Regions from separate parts of the Mus musculus genome. Here regions 1 and 3 are each linked to region 2. A link is a contact called in public HiChIP or PLAC-seq and promoter capture Hi-C data. All regions are on one chromosome and are shown on one strand. The core of a region is the stretch at or near the end of the contact, and the rest is flanking DNA. Distances in the headings are between cores, read along the strand shown. Region 1 overlaps Zfp185 (zinc finger protein 185). Region 2 holds the start of Hcfc1 (host cell factor C1). Region 3 holds the start of Pnma3 (paraneoplastic antigen MA3).

Evidence for each region. Promoter capture Hi-C pulls out the DNA fragments that hold promoters and counts their contacts. HiChIP or PLAC-seq counts read pairs in DNA pulled down with a chosen protein or histone mark.
Region 1: a contact with region 2 is called in an H3K27ac HiChIP or PLAC-seq map of neural progenitor cells, with 5 times the contacts expected there. The contact joins the enhancer-like site here to the promoter of Hcfc1 in region 2. A contact is called at or near these places in 5 of 39 promoter capture datasets (cranial neural crest, erythroid cells, hippocampal neurons and 2 more), 3 of 484 Hi-C or Micro-C datasets (cerebellum, double positive thymocytes and uterus) and 14 of 115 datasets of contacts at active chromatin or transcription factors (astrocytes, cardiomyocytes, differentiating embryonic stem cells and 11 more).
Region 3: a promoter capture Hi-C map of liver shows a contact between it and region 2, with 2.9 times the contacts expected there. The contact joins the promoter of Pnma3 here to the promoter of Hcfc1 in region 2. A contact is called at or near these places in 3 of 39 promoter capture datasets (hippocampal neurons and liver) and 3 of 115 datasets of contacts at active chromatin or transcription factors (astrocytes, neural progenitor cells and trophoblast stem cells).

Annotation. Positions count from the first base shown.
Region 1 is chrX:73,005,588-73,009,747 of GRCm38.p6, reverse strand. All of the region lies in intron 12 of Zfp185 (zinc finger protein 185), which reads right to left. Among named protein-coding and RNA genes, the nearest start is that of Mir2137, 16 kb to the right of the region's middle. Within about 2 kb of position 1,512, at least 324 of the 459 cell types and tissues checked have an H3K27ac peak or open chromatin away from gene starts, as enhancers often do. A contact at or near this core is called in cardiomyocytes, cerebellum, differentiating embryonic stem cells and 7 more, where this site is marked.
Region 2 is chrX:73,963,646-73,967,659 of GRCm38.p6, reverse strand. Hcfc1 (host cell factor C1) reads left to right here and starts at 1,303. Exons shown (of 26, transcript NM_008224.4): 1 at 1,303-1,849. The coding sequence starts at 1,657.
Region 3 is chrX:73,063,498-73,067,726 of GRCm38.p6, reverse strand. It overlaps Pnma3 (paraneoplastic antigen MA3), which reads right to left and starts at 2,940. Exons shown (of 1, transcript NM_153169.2): 1 at 1-2,940. The coding sequence starts at 2,905. The coding sequence ends at 1,505.

The DNA of each region.
Region 1 (4,160 bases), core at 263-2,762, 960 kb after region 2:
TTCTTGCCACTCGGCCTCAGCTACTGCTAAACTGGAGTGGGGAGAGAGAAGGAGGCCCATAGGATGTGATATCTGTTGAATTCTCTGAAGCCTTCACAGACTCTGGTAGCTTAAGGCAACCACTGCCAATTTTTGACCTAACTACATACTGCACAAGAAGACAATGCCACTTTCTACGCAATGTAATCTGCTGCCTGACCACAGTTGCCAGCACTGAGTACATGTCTAACACTCACCTTCGTGTGTCAAATACAAACTAGAAAAAATCCACACTTGCAACACAACAAAGAAGAAAACAATCTAAGTCTTAGATTTAACATGTGATACCAAAACTTTGAAGGAAAAAGGTAAGACGGTGTGCTATCAAATGACTGAATAAACAACAAAAAAAAAAATTGGCAGAACTTTATCTATCTTGAAGGTTTTATAAAGGTAGCATTTGATTACTGAGGCTATGGAGCACTCACAAAAAGGGACCTATCATGACTGCCCTCCGAAGGACCCAACAAGCAGCTGAGTCAGATGCAGATATTTGCACCCAACCAATGGACAGAAGCAGCTGTCCCCTGTTGTTGAATTAGGGAAGGCTGAAAGAAGCTGAGGAGAAGAGCGATCCTGTAGGAGGACCAGCAAGTCTCAATTAATCTGGACCTCCAAGATCTCTCAGACACTGGACCACCAAACAGGCAACATACACCAGCTGATATGAGGCCCCCAACACACATACAGCAGAGAACTTCCAGGTCTGTGTTCATTCAGAGATGATGCACCTAACCCTCAAGAGACTGGAGGCCCCAGGGAGTTTAGAGCTCAGGTGGGGTGGGGTAGAGACATCCACGTGGAGACAGAGTGGGGTGGGGAGGAGGTATGGGATATGGAGCAGTTGGAGGGTGGATGGGGGGAGCAGGGAATGGAACATGGAGTGTAAAAAATAAATTAAAAGTAAAATAAAATAAAATAAAATAAAGAATAAATGTAGCATTTGATAATATTTTGTACACACTCCTCAGTGTCCTGCATGCTTTACATATGTAAACCCATTTAACTCTTTGAACTGTCTATGGTGGAAACTATTTCCATTATTGTTCATGTAAGAGCTGAGTGATCCAAGGGTCCCATAAAGTTACCTTGGGCTTAAATTCAAGCTCAAGAATCCCTGCATTTAGTCCACTTTGCACAATCAAATGAACACTGGGTAAAGCTCCTAAGGCTTCTGACATTTACATTAACTTTGTCACCTGGGTCTGTCCTCAAGCCCATCAACCACTGTTTATCAAAGGAAAGGGGACTATCCTTGGGTTTGGTCACTCCTAAGTAGGCTACTGTAGTCAACCGCCCTCTGACATTACTAGTAGGGGGATGGGTAACGGGAGTGCACTGGCGCAACAGGGACCATTTGTGATCCTCCAGCGCCATCTCGTGGCTGGAGCTAGCACTGCCTCAGGAGGAGCCCCTTAGAAGCTGGTCTCTGGAGCAGCCATTTTGTACTCTCCTTTCATAGCGGGCACCTCAGCCTGAGCTAGCGGCTGCAGGAAATGGCCGCGCGAGTAGGTGTATTCTTACCCTGGAGCTGGCTAGCTTACTCATGCGCATGCGCCCCCTCCCCCCTTCCCTCCCCGCCCCCCCCCCGCAGGAGCGATCCAAATCTGCCTGCGCAACAGAAATCTGCTGCAGTCACGGGTGCATGCGTCCGTATTCGTGGTGCCTGTCTGCGGCAGTCTGACTAGATCTATGCTGACACACTCCTCAGTGTGTGTGTGTTCCCCCAAGTGAACATAAGTTGCTAGAGCAAGGCTTGTCAATATTAATATTAACGTTTTTGTCTGGATAATAATACTGTGTGTGTTGAGAATGAGGCACTAATATCACCTGTCACTATAGGTCGTTTAGCAGCATCCATGATTTTTAGCCTTTAGAAGCCACCCTCGGTTGTGGCAACCCAAAAAATCTTCGGTTACTACTGTATGACGCAAGAGGGTAGGGGTGGGCAGGACAAACCTCTGATTGAGAGCTGCCATCTCCAGTGTATACTGGAGAAGAGAGGAAATTGAAATGCTTAAGAAAAACGCTGGAGACATACCTTCAGGAAATTAAACAAAAATCTCAAGAACTCTTGTTATTAATATTTCCCCAGATGAAGGGCTAGAAAGATGGTTCAGCAGTTAAGAGCAGTGTGTACTCTTTAGAAATCTTAAGTTTTATTACAAGCACCCACATACAGCTAGAAACAATCTCTAACTCTAGTCTCCGAGGATCCACTGTCCTCTCTCTACTGGCCACCACTGACGTGGCAAATGGGTGGTGTGCAAAAACATACATGTGCAGGCAAAACACTTATACATATAATTTTTTTAATTTAAATGGGAAAAAAAACAATCCAAACATAGCCAGTTATTAAACAGTGTCATCAGAAATGTTTGCTTTGATTTTTCAAACGGGTAAATATTAGAGCAATGTTACTATCTGGGCCTGAGCTCTGCAGTAGGGCAGATTTAGAGTTTATTCCTATTTGCTCATCACATGTGTGGACCCAAGTTTTCTCCTCTATCAAATTGCACAATCAGAAATCTTTCTTGGCTTGGGGAATAACACCAGATTAAGTACACCAGCTGGAAGGAGACATTAGCCTTCAAACACATTTCATCAACTAGCTTGCTCAAGTTTCTCAGAAGGTTTCTCCTTGAGGCTGTTCATTAGCTCTCAGCTACCACGGGTATGGTTTTGGATAAATCACTTAACCTGTTTGTTTCCCCATTTACCCATCTCACAGGGTTATTGAGGCAACTGTAAAGTACATAAAAACAACATACTGTAGCTATCATCAGCTATTATTTTCCTCAGTTCTAATCGTTAGTAAAATTTAAAAGAAAAAAAAAGGTGCATAACAAGGCCTGTAGCTTACAGATCCATTTTCCACACCACCTCCCAGCATATGATTTAATGTAAAAGGTGACTGTAGTGTGGTGTTAAAATTCAAATACCTATTCATCTTTAAGTCTATAAACCACAGCCGTTCTTCTTTGGATTAAAACCTGATAAAATTTCATTATATGGAACACGGCCCTGATCCAGTCTCCTCACTCATTAGTCTTCAACTACTCTATGCTTTGGAACATGTTAAATCCTAGGTCCTGATAAGAGATCCTGTCTCACAAAACACGATGTATGGTGCCTAAGGAATGACACTAGAAGTTGATCTCTGGTCTTGACACACATGCGCATACACAAACACACAGACACACATAAACACACACACACACACACACAGGAGCATACCCATGTGAACATACACACAGACATGCATACACATGTACACCCACATATACATACAAAATCAAACTTCAAACTAGTATAAGTGAGATAACTGTAACAGACTGCACTAAATCCTACAAATCTAGAAAGATACTTCATGTTATTTTGCAAATGAGTTTAAGGTTTAGCTTCATGTAAAACAAATGGAAGGATGATGCCAATGAACAGTCCAAAAGAAAGCCACCAGAGCCAGACTAGATCAGATGTCTTCTACAATAGCCAATAGCACTCTGAAACAGTTTGCAGCACTGTGGTACAGGAGAAAGAAAAGGCTGGATAGGGAGTCCCCACTGCCATGCAGAACTATAGGAGCTAGAGACAGGGGTTTCGGCTTAATTTCAAGGAAGTAGAGAGCCATTGAGAAGTTGAAAGAGGGGGATAAACACATTGTGGTTTATTTGGGAAAGATCTTTCTGATGCCTGCAAAGATAGCAAAAAGTTACATTAGTAGCAACTCAAAGAACCGAGTCCCTGGCCTAATGGCCTTTCCCAGACCTCTTCAAAACAGAGATTACCGAGGTGGGGCCTACTTTATCTGTCTCCAGGCACCCGCTGCAACTAGGTAGATTAGTGAGAAAATGAACCTGCTGCTGGGAGAACCAGCTGGGAAAGCACCTAGAAAAGTGTCCTCAAGGGATGGATCCACGTGGGGTGGACTTCAGGAGGTCATGAGGATGGGCTGGCCCTTCAGCAGTTTCAGCTCTCTTCAGACCAACAATAATAATAATAAAAAAAGTGACAGTTCTACCAATTCCAACATGGTTCCAAACTAAAACAGAGGCATCCCTGGAGACAAAGGCTACTTATGCAGATGAGTATGTGGGGAAGGCAGACTTTGTAAGAAGGCA
Region 2 (4,014 bases), core at 54-2,553:
GGGCAGCAGCTCCGCCCCTGTGAGCTCATGGCGTCACCTTCCGCTCTGGCCCCGCCTGCAGCTACCCGCTGTAGCTGGGTTCTAAGTGTCGCAGAGTGTTCGGAGCGGGAAAAGAGATGCTTCTCAGCAAAGGGTGCAATCGCAGTATTCTTTGCCACCCTTAACTACCATGTGTCATGCCGCCACTGCTAGTTAAAGGCCATTTCTCTGGTTTGTGTCCCATCAGCGACCTGGGAGACAGTTCCCAGGGGGCGTGGCCAAGCGACTGAACGGAGTTAGATTTTCATCCGGGCATCCCTAGATGCCGCGGCCATCTTTGTTTTGTGCTGAAACTCGCTATTGACGCCCGCAGACGACCGGGCGTGGGGAAGTGGCAAGATGGCGACTCCCAGAGTGGAGGCGTGGAAGAGCCCTGGTGGGGGGGAGTGCAGGGCGGGGCACTACTGCACCTGACCTGAACTCTACTGTCTCTAGCTTACTGCACAGAGCACCAACTCGCCCGCAAATAGACAACGCACTGGTTTTTAAAGAAGCTTTTAATTCTTTATGAGCTTTGGGTCCTTTAAGAGGCTTGAGACCAGAGTCAAAGACGTGCGAAGGCGGGGAGGAGGGGGAAAGGTGACGTCTTCTGACCCCGCCCCCTCGCCCGATAGCCGCCATGTTTAGTTGTTACTTCTTCACACAAGATGGCGGCTCCCAGGGAGGAGGCATGATCGCCCTGCCGTTACCGCTTCTTCTGCCGTACAATTGTCACTTCGGGTCTTAACTCCTGCTCTTTCGAGCGGCTCCTGTGGGAAGGAGTCTTAAGGAGGGAAGCGAGGATTGGACGCTGCCTTGCGTTTGGTTTGCTGTGGAAGAACTGTCCAGGAAGAAGAGGATAGGTGGGGTGGGGGGGGGAAGAGAAGCTAGTCTCAAGATGGCGGCTCCCAGGGCGGCCGCCACAGCCTGAATAGCAGAGGCGGACTCAAGGGAGAGGTGCAAAACCTCTCGAGCCATACGGGTCGGGGCTTCGAGCAGCAACTGAGAGTTGGAGCCCGTTCCGCCAGCCTCTGACACGCCTTTATTACTTAGGAACGTTGGGGTTCTGCGATCGGTGGTTGTACTAAGTGCTGGGTGGGGAAGCAGGACGGTTTCAAGATGGCGGCTTCCACAATTGTGGTCTGACTGTCGGCGAAGTTGAGACAACCGCGGCATTTGTGGCTCTTTTCCACCCGCCCCGGAAGCCAGCCAGTGCTGGGGACGGGGGGTGTGGGAACCGGGCCGGGGCTCCGCCATTTCCGGCGGGGGAGGGCTACGACTGAGGAAGGGAGGAGAGAGAGGCGGCTCAAGATGGCGGCTCCCAGAGCCTCCTGCTCGAGGTTCTAAGCGGGAACACCCAGGCAAATAGTTAGAGCGACGGCGCTCAGTGGCCTCCAGCTTCTCGGGAATAGGTGCTCTGCAGTTCTGAGAAGCTTTTAAGGATACGAGCTGAGTGAGAAGGGGGGGAAGAGCCAAAGGAAGGAGGATAGTTAAGATGGCGGCCTCCATGGAGTCGTCCACCGCTGTGTAAGGAGCCGCTTCTTCGTGAGAGCTGCCTTAGACGAAAGGGGGTGTGTGAAGAATTAAGGGTATCCTCCCATTCAGTGACCTCTTCCCACTGCATCCTTAACCGGAACTATGGCTTCGGCTGTGTCTCCCGCAAACTTGCCAGCGGTGCTTCTGCAGCCCCGCTGGAAACGGGTGGTGGGCTGGTCGGGTCCCGTGCCCCGACCCCGCCACGGCCACCGTGCAGTGGCTATCAAGGAGCTTATAGTGGTGTTTGGCGGCGGCAACGAGGGGATAGTGGACGAACTACACGTGTACAACACTGGTAAGTGCTACCGCCCTGGGTTTCTCAAAGTCTTCCCTCCATCTCTCTCCTAACCCTTCTTTTCCCTATCTTCTCTTTTCCTATCTCACTCCCCTGATGTGTTTTCCTTCTCTCTTTGCACTTATTGCCATCTTTGCTTTCTCCCTGATTTTTCAACCCCCGTTCTTACACCCCCGTACTCTTCTGTGTTTAAAGGTTGCATTTCGGTACTTAGAGAAACCCTCTACTCCGACTGGTGAGGGGGAGGGGATGTCGCGGGCGACAGTGACTTCAGACGTACACCGTTACCCAGTGGGCTGGGGCTGGCGCGGCAGCGGATGTGTTCTCTTGGCGCAGGCGGAATCCTCCCCCCTCCTGCGATAGTCCTCATCTCCAGCGCCCATGCTCGTTCGGGAGAAAAGATAATATTTAGATCACAGATCCGTTCTCTACACCCAGAAAAAAAGAGGGAAGCATTCTTTAAGGTGCAGGCTTTTAACAGACTAATGAGACCCTCGTGGCAAATACGAATGGCATGATGACTATACTGCCCCCCCCTACACACACATGGGGGTATTGTACCAGTTGTGAATTTTTGTAGTTTTTTTTTCCTTCAAATTATTTCTTTTCCTAATCTGGTGCCTTAACAATTGAGTTCCCCCACCCCGCCCCCCATAGCAGACTGGAGGGCTCAGTGTGTCTTTTGTGTGTGTGTGTGTGTGTGTGTGTGTGTGTGTGTGTGTGAGAGAGAGAGAGAGAGAGAGAGAGAGAGAGAGAGAGAGAGAGATTGAAGGGGTTAACTAGTGCCTCCTTCCCCAAACCCAAGCCCTTGCAAATTGGGAGGAGCCTATCTGCAGGTATAGCTGATCTAAAGCCTGGCCTCTGTCCCCTCCCTTATGGGAGCCACATGTTGTTCCTTGCTTGCTTCCCTTGCTCTGTCTTTAGGGCAGAAAGCTTTGAGTCCTTCTCTGGTAGCCTCTTGGCACTTTCTGCACATGTAGTACGGGGGATTGGCCTGAGTCGCCGGTTGACTGCCCAAGAGCCTTCAGGACCTTTTCCTTGCCCTAAGGGAAAAGAAGTGCTGGGGCTTGCCAAAGCTGAAAGTATGTGCCAGTTGTGTCCAGGTGAGAGCCAGCCCCCTTGCCTCTGGTAGACTAGAAGCTTCCCTCTGCTGCAGTAGGTGCAGCCTGCAGTGCTTCCTCCCTTGCCAGCTCCTTAGCCTCTTCCGTGCACCCTCATCCTTTCTGGGCCCCTGCGGTCCCAGGCACCTCCTCTTCATTTGAGGGCAGGACCAAGTGTGAAGCAATTGACCCCACCCTCCATCTCACACACTCCACACTGAGGAGGCAGAAAGTAGGCAGGAGATCGTGGTCTGGGGTAGTTCATGGAACAAGAATTGGAGCCAGACTCTCCTGGCAGCTTCTCAGCACCTCCCCTGCCAGGCTGAGTATACAGGCCTGCCTCTGCACCTCTGAACTATTCCCCCTCCCAAGTTGACTCTGAAAGACTGGTGGGTTCAACCCTCTTGAGTTCCTTGTCTCTCCACACCTGTTGCCTGCAGGGAGCTGGGCTTTTCTCAGGGCCTCTGCAGAAAGGGGGGTGGGAAGGTTGGTGATGCTTATGTCAGCCCAGGCAGCTGTGGTGGCAGAAATTAGCCCAGTAAGGTAAGGCTAAGGGCAGGGGTACAACTTGTGTAGTAGTAGAGCTGTTTTTAGAGATGTCTTCCACAGGAGCAGCAGCAACACCTTCTCCATTTCCTGGACCACCTTTCTTCTACTAAGGCCCGGAGCAGACTTTCTGGCAGGGAAATACAATTTTAGAAAGTAGGGCAGGGGCCTAATTACAGTCAGCTCCAAAGTCCATTGCAGGCCTATGTCTTAGCTTCCTGGGACCTCTACATATTCATTAGTTTACTGAAAACAATTGACCACTTTGGTGTTAATTTGTTACCATTTTGCAGAGGTTGGATGTTAGAAGGTAACCAGGTTTCTAAAAAGTCAAGTTCCCTTACAACAAAGGCCTAGAATCCTCCAAAACAAAGTTTTCAAATTGTTCTGATCAAGTTTTAGGTGGCTTGAGAGAGCAACTAGCAGACCCTGCTATACCCTCTTCTTCACCTTAATAGGTGTACCCCTTGTGTTGATGGTGACAGGGTCTCGTGTATTTGGCAGGCTCAGAGTTCTAAC
Region 3 (4,229 bases), core at 1,691-4,190, 900 kb after region 2:
AACATCCATGGTTCCTGCTGGCTTCCAGACGGAGCTCAGGAACTCCGGGGAGCATCTGATCAGGTTAGAACACACGCGCACACACACACATCTGCAAGAGAACAAGCAGCAGGCAGCTGGCCTAGATGTACACTAGGAAAGCTGACAAGGAGTTCACAACACCAGGTGGGTAAGAGAGCAGCTAGCATAGCCTAGGCTGGCACAGAAGCTCACAACACGTGCCAGGGTGTAGAAGTGGCTGACCAGGTAGGTAGTCAGGGCCTCCAGTTGCCCTCACTCACAGCTTTATACAGGAGCAGCTGATGGTGGGTAAGCACGTGATGGGGGAAGGGACTCACTGGACAGCTGGGTCACTATGAGGTTAACAGATAAGGGGGCGGGGTTCCAGAGCAGGGGGCAGCCTGCCTCTGGACAGCAGTGGCAGGGGAAGGGGGAGAGGGGAAAGGGAAGAGGAAGGGGCATTTGTGTTGGGAGAGCCAGGCAGTTGGCAGAACCCTTGAGATGGCCTTTTCTGTGATGTCCACCTGTTTGGTTATGGGTGGCAGATGGAGGATGGCACCTCGGCAAAGCTGCCAGGCCACCCTCCAGGTCGGCAGGGTTTGGGGCCAGCCTTGGCAGCTGCCTGGCAGAGTTGTATTCACCTGGCTGTCCCTGCTTGCTCTCTGGAATTCTCCAGCAGCCCTGGACAAAAGAGAGCAGAACAAACTCTCCCCCCCCCCCCCGCCCCCTGCCTGCCCCCGCCCCACACACAGAGTCCTCTTTCTGCTGCTCCTGTTTGCTCACACAAAACCTGTCCTGCACACTCCCAGGCTCTCAGGCCAGCTGAGGGCATTAACCCTGTGGTGCCATGTGCCCCAGCCTGGGGCTTTTCTCAGGCACTAGTGTCCTGTCAGGGTGTCAAGAAGGAAACTGCCTTGTGTTGGCACTTGCCTCCCGGGTCCTTTGGGTCCTGAGGCTTGCAGGTTTCACAGGGGCGGGGGGAGTTCACTCACGAAAGGACTCAAGGGTGCTGCCCTCATGGGGCTCCCCTAGAGCTGTGTAGATGATCCTGAAGACAGGCTGGATCCTGCGGCCTCCTCTCCTGGGTACTGTCTCCCTGCCTAGCCGTGCTTGTTCCCAGGCACTGGTGTCCTCTGCCCAAGACAACCCTGTGGCAGGCTCCTCCACACCCCATATGGACTTGAAGTTGCCTTCACTTTGCTGACACCCCCATCTGAGTTCTTGTGGCCCCACACATCTGTAGCAGTTCCTTGAGGCTTCCTTCTCTGGTGAATCTTAGAGGTCTTGCGTGTGGTCATTATTGAGTTGAATGCAATGGATTTTTGTTTGTTAGAATTTTCTCCAGCTGGTATTGGCTTAGGGGCCTTGACTTCTGACTGATTACATTGCCCCTGTGCCTTTCTAAGGTTCTCTGCGATTTTTTTGAGCTGTTCTTCCCCCTCCTTCAAATATCTCTTTTTTCTCCTTGGCTTACAGGAACAAAGGTTACCCTGTTCCCTGGAGCCTACTTGGTCTTGGGCTTGGGATGGCTCTTCTCCCAAGCCCAGCTCCTGTTTCCCTTCTCCATTGCAGCCTGTCTCTTCTGTTTCACCAAGGTCCGGTTGGAAGGGTTAAAACAGTGTACTCTGATATGGCCATCTTCCCCACAACTATAGCAGAATGTGTCATAATTCTGCTTTCTTGTGCCTTGAGAATCATCCCTGGGCACACCTCCCTTTCTGTGCTGGCCTCTCCTCCTGTGGCGGCGGCGGCGGGAACCCTGGTAAGGCCTTTCCTCAAGAACACTACCAAAGGCCGGAACAAATAGTTCTCTCTCCTCACTGCCTATGTTAGAGGGACTTGGGCCTAACTCCAGCCCCTCATAGCAGCTCCTCTCTGAACCCCTAGTGGCCTCCCACTCTTCCTCCTCCTCACGGAAAAGCTTCACTAGGGCCAGGAAACCAGGTGGCCTTCTACGCTGTTTCAGCATCTTAAGTTTCTCTCGAAGTTTTGCAGAAAGGATAGCCCCACCTAAAATTCGTTTCAGGCGGGTCTGGTTCACATTCTTTCGAGATATTGCATTTTTCTCTAGGGCTTTTTGGAGCAGGGTCTCCAAACGCACCACAAAGCTAGAAACTTTCTCTCCTGGCTCCTGATAAGCCTTGCAAAACTTCAGCTGGGCGATTTTTCGGTTGTCCACAGAGCCAAATACCTGCCGCAGGGCCTCCAGGCACTCCTTCACTGTAATGGCAGCGTTATTGGCACGGAGCACATTGACAACCTGTAGAGCAGGGCCTCTTAAGCATTCCATCAGCCTCCGCCTCTTTTCTACCTCAGGTACCTGCCACATCTGTAACATCTCAGTGGTGTGTTCAAGCCAGGAATCGAAGGCCAATAACCCTGGGATTGATATGGTGTTCCCAGAAAAGACTCTTAGTTCTCGGTACAACATTTGTTCTAGCAGAGGCTGCATCACTGCACCTAGAGTCTGAGCCCAGACCCAGAAATCTGCTGATATAGTCGTTTTGGTAGGTGAATGATTAGAGTGTGTCCCAAGGACCCTGTTCATGTCTGACACTGTTCTCCTCTCCTCTTCTAAGAAGTGATTCAGTCTATTAAGAAATTCATCATCTGAATGAGGGGGTTTTACAACCACTTCCCAGGGCCCACCCTTTCCTTCTATTTCCCTGGGCACCAAAGCATAGTCAAAATCACGTGCAAGTTCCACCAAAAAGGCCTGGGCATTTTCCTCCCTCCTAAACATCCTGCCGATGATCCTGTATCTTCCCAGATGCTTGAGAGCTTCGTGCAGAGTCTCCTCAAACTCATCCTCACTACAGTCCTCTGGAATCCCCAGGATCAGCATAGACCTCTGGGTGTTCAGATGCTCCCCCCTACACCAGTCTTGCAACAGGTTCAATGGCATGGCCCCAACTTCAAGAGACTCTAATGTGGGGGGAGGGGGTGAGTAGGATGTGATGCACATAAATCTGAGGCAAGTCCCAGGAGATCTGTAGCTCCTCCGGGTCTCTAGAGTCTGTAAATAGGGCCAAAGGAAATTAATGCGTTCCCCCGCCCCACCCCCACTCCAGCTCGGCTCCCTACCACACCCAGCCTCCACCTGCCTCCAGCAAAGACACTTCTATAGGTTCCCATCACTATATACTGCAGCCTCCTGTTTACCCTAAAGGCTGCAGCAGTCCCACCGGATTGGGCCCACTGCAGCCCCCTCCCCATCCCAAAGGCTGCAGCAGTCCCACCCGATTGGGCAGAGGGGGCTGCCTGGGCCAGCCGCTTCCTCCTAGAATCTGGTACCTCTTCCTAAGGCAAGATGCTTCCTCAATTCAGTCCCACAGCGAGGTTCCCAGACTGCTCAGAGAGGAGGCGGGGTCGAACACCATTCCTTTCCAGGGTCTCTTGCCAGCTCCTTTGCTCTCTCTGGCCCTCTGGTCCCCGCAAGTTGTCCAATGCGCCGGCGCGGCTCGCCACAGCTCTCTGCAGTGCGGACTTGGGGCGGGGGTGCTGTGGCGCTGGAGCACAGACCCTCTGCGTCGCCTGGGAGACAGCTGGGCCATTGGCGCATGAGGATCACACGACGTGTCTGTTGCCTAGGCCTTGGGCAACCTGGGGCCTCCGGTGACGTCACCTGCTGCTACCCATCCCCAATACACCCCTGCTCCCCCAGCACAGGAGACCCCACCTCAATCCTCTGAATCTGGGGTTTGTGAGTTAGTGTTCAGTTTCCTCCTGCCTTTGGCTGTCCCCAGGTGACATCCTGAATGCAGGCCAGTCCCTCTCTCTCTCTCGAGAATAGACTTCAGGACCGCAGAGTGCTCAGGGGTCTCCACAGAAGGGCACCAGAAAGCTGTGGTGGCCCCTCCAGCTCTGTCTCCTGATCAAGGCCAGGAAGCAGGGGCTCCGAGGTTTCTTCCCCCTGGTGAGTCCCCTTCTAGATCTAGTCCAGTAACAGAGCTGGGCAAGCAACACCTGGTAGATAGATACCACATGAGCTCATATGAGCTCAAACACACCCACCACCACTCCCCACGTAGCACGCACCATCTGGGTGATGCCAGTCTCCATGGGAAGGGGCTTCAGGCATATTCACCACCATGGGACCTGCATGCTTTGCTATCCTTGGGGCCACTGGCTAGCTCATAGAAGCATGGTCCAGCATCTGACAGGCCTTTCCTACTCTGCCTGCTGTACATCCAGGGTCTTGAAAAGCTGCTTTTGAGATTTGAAACCCA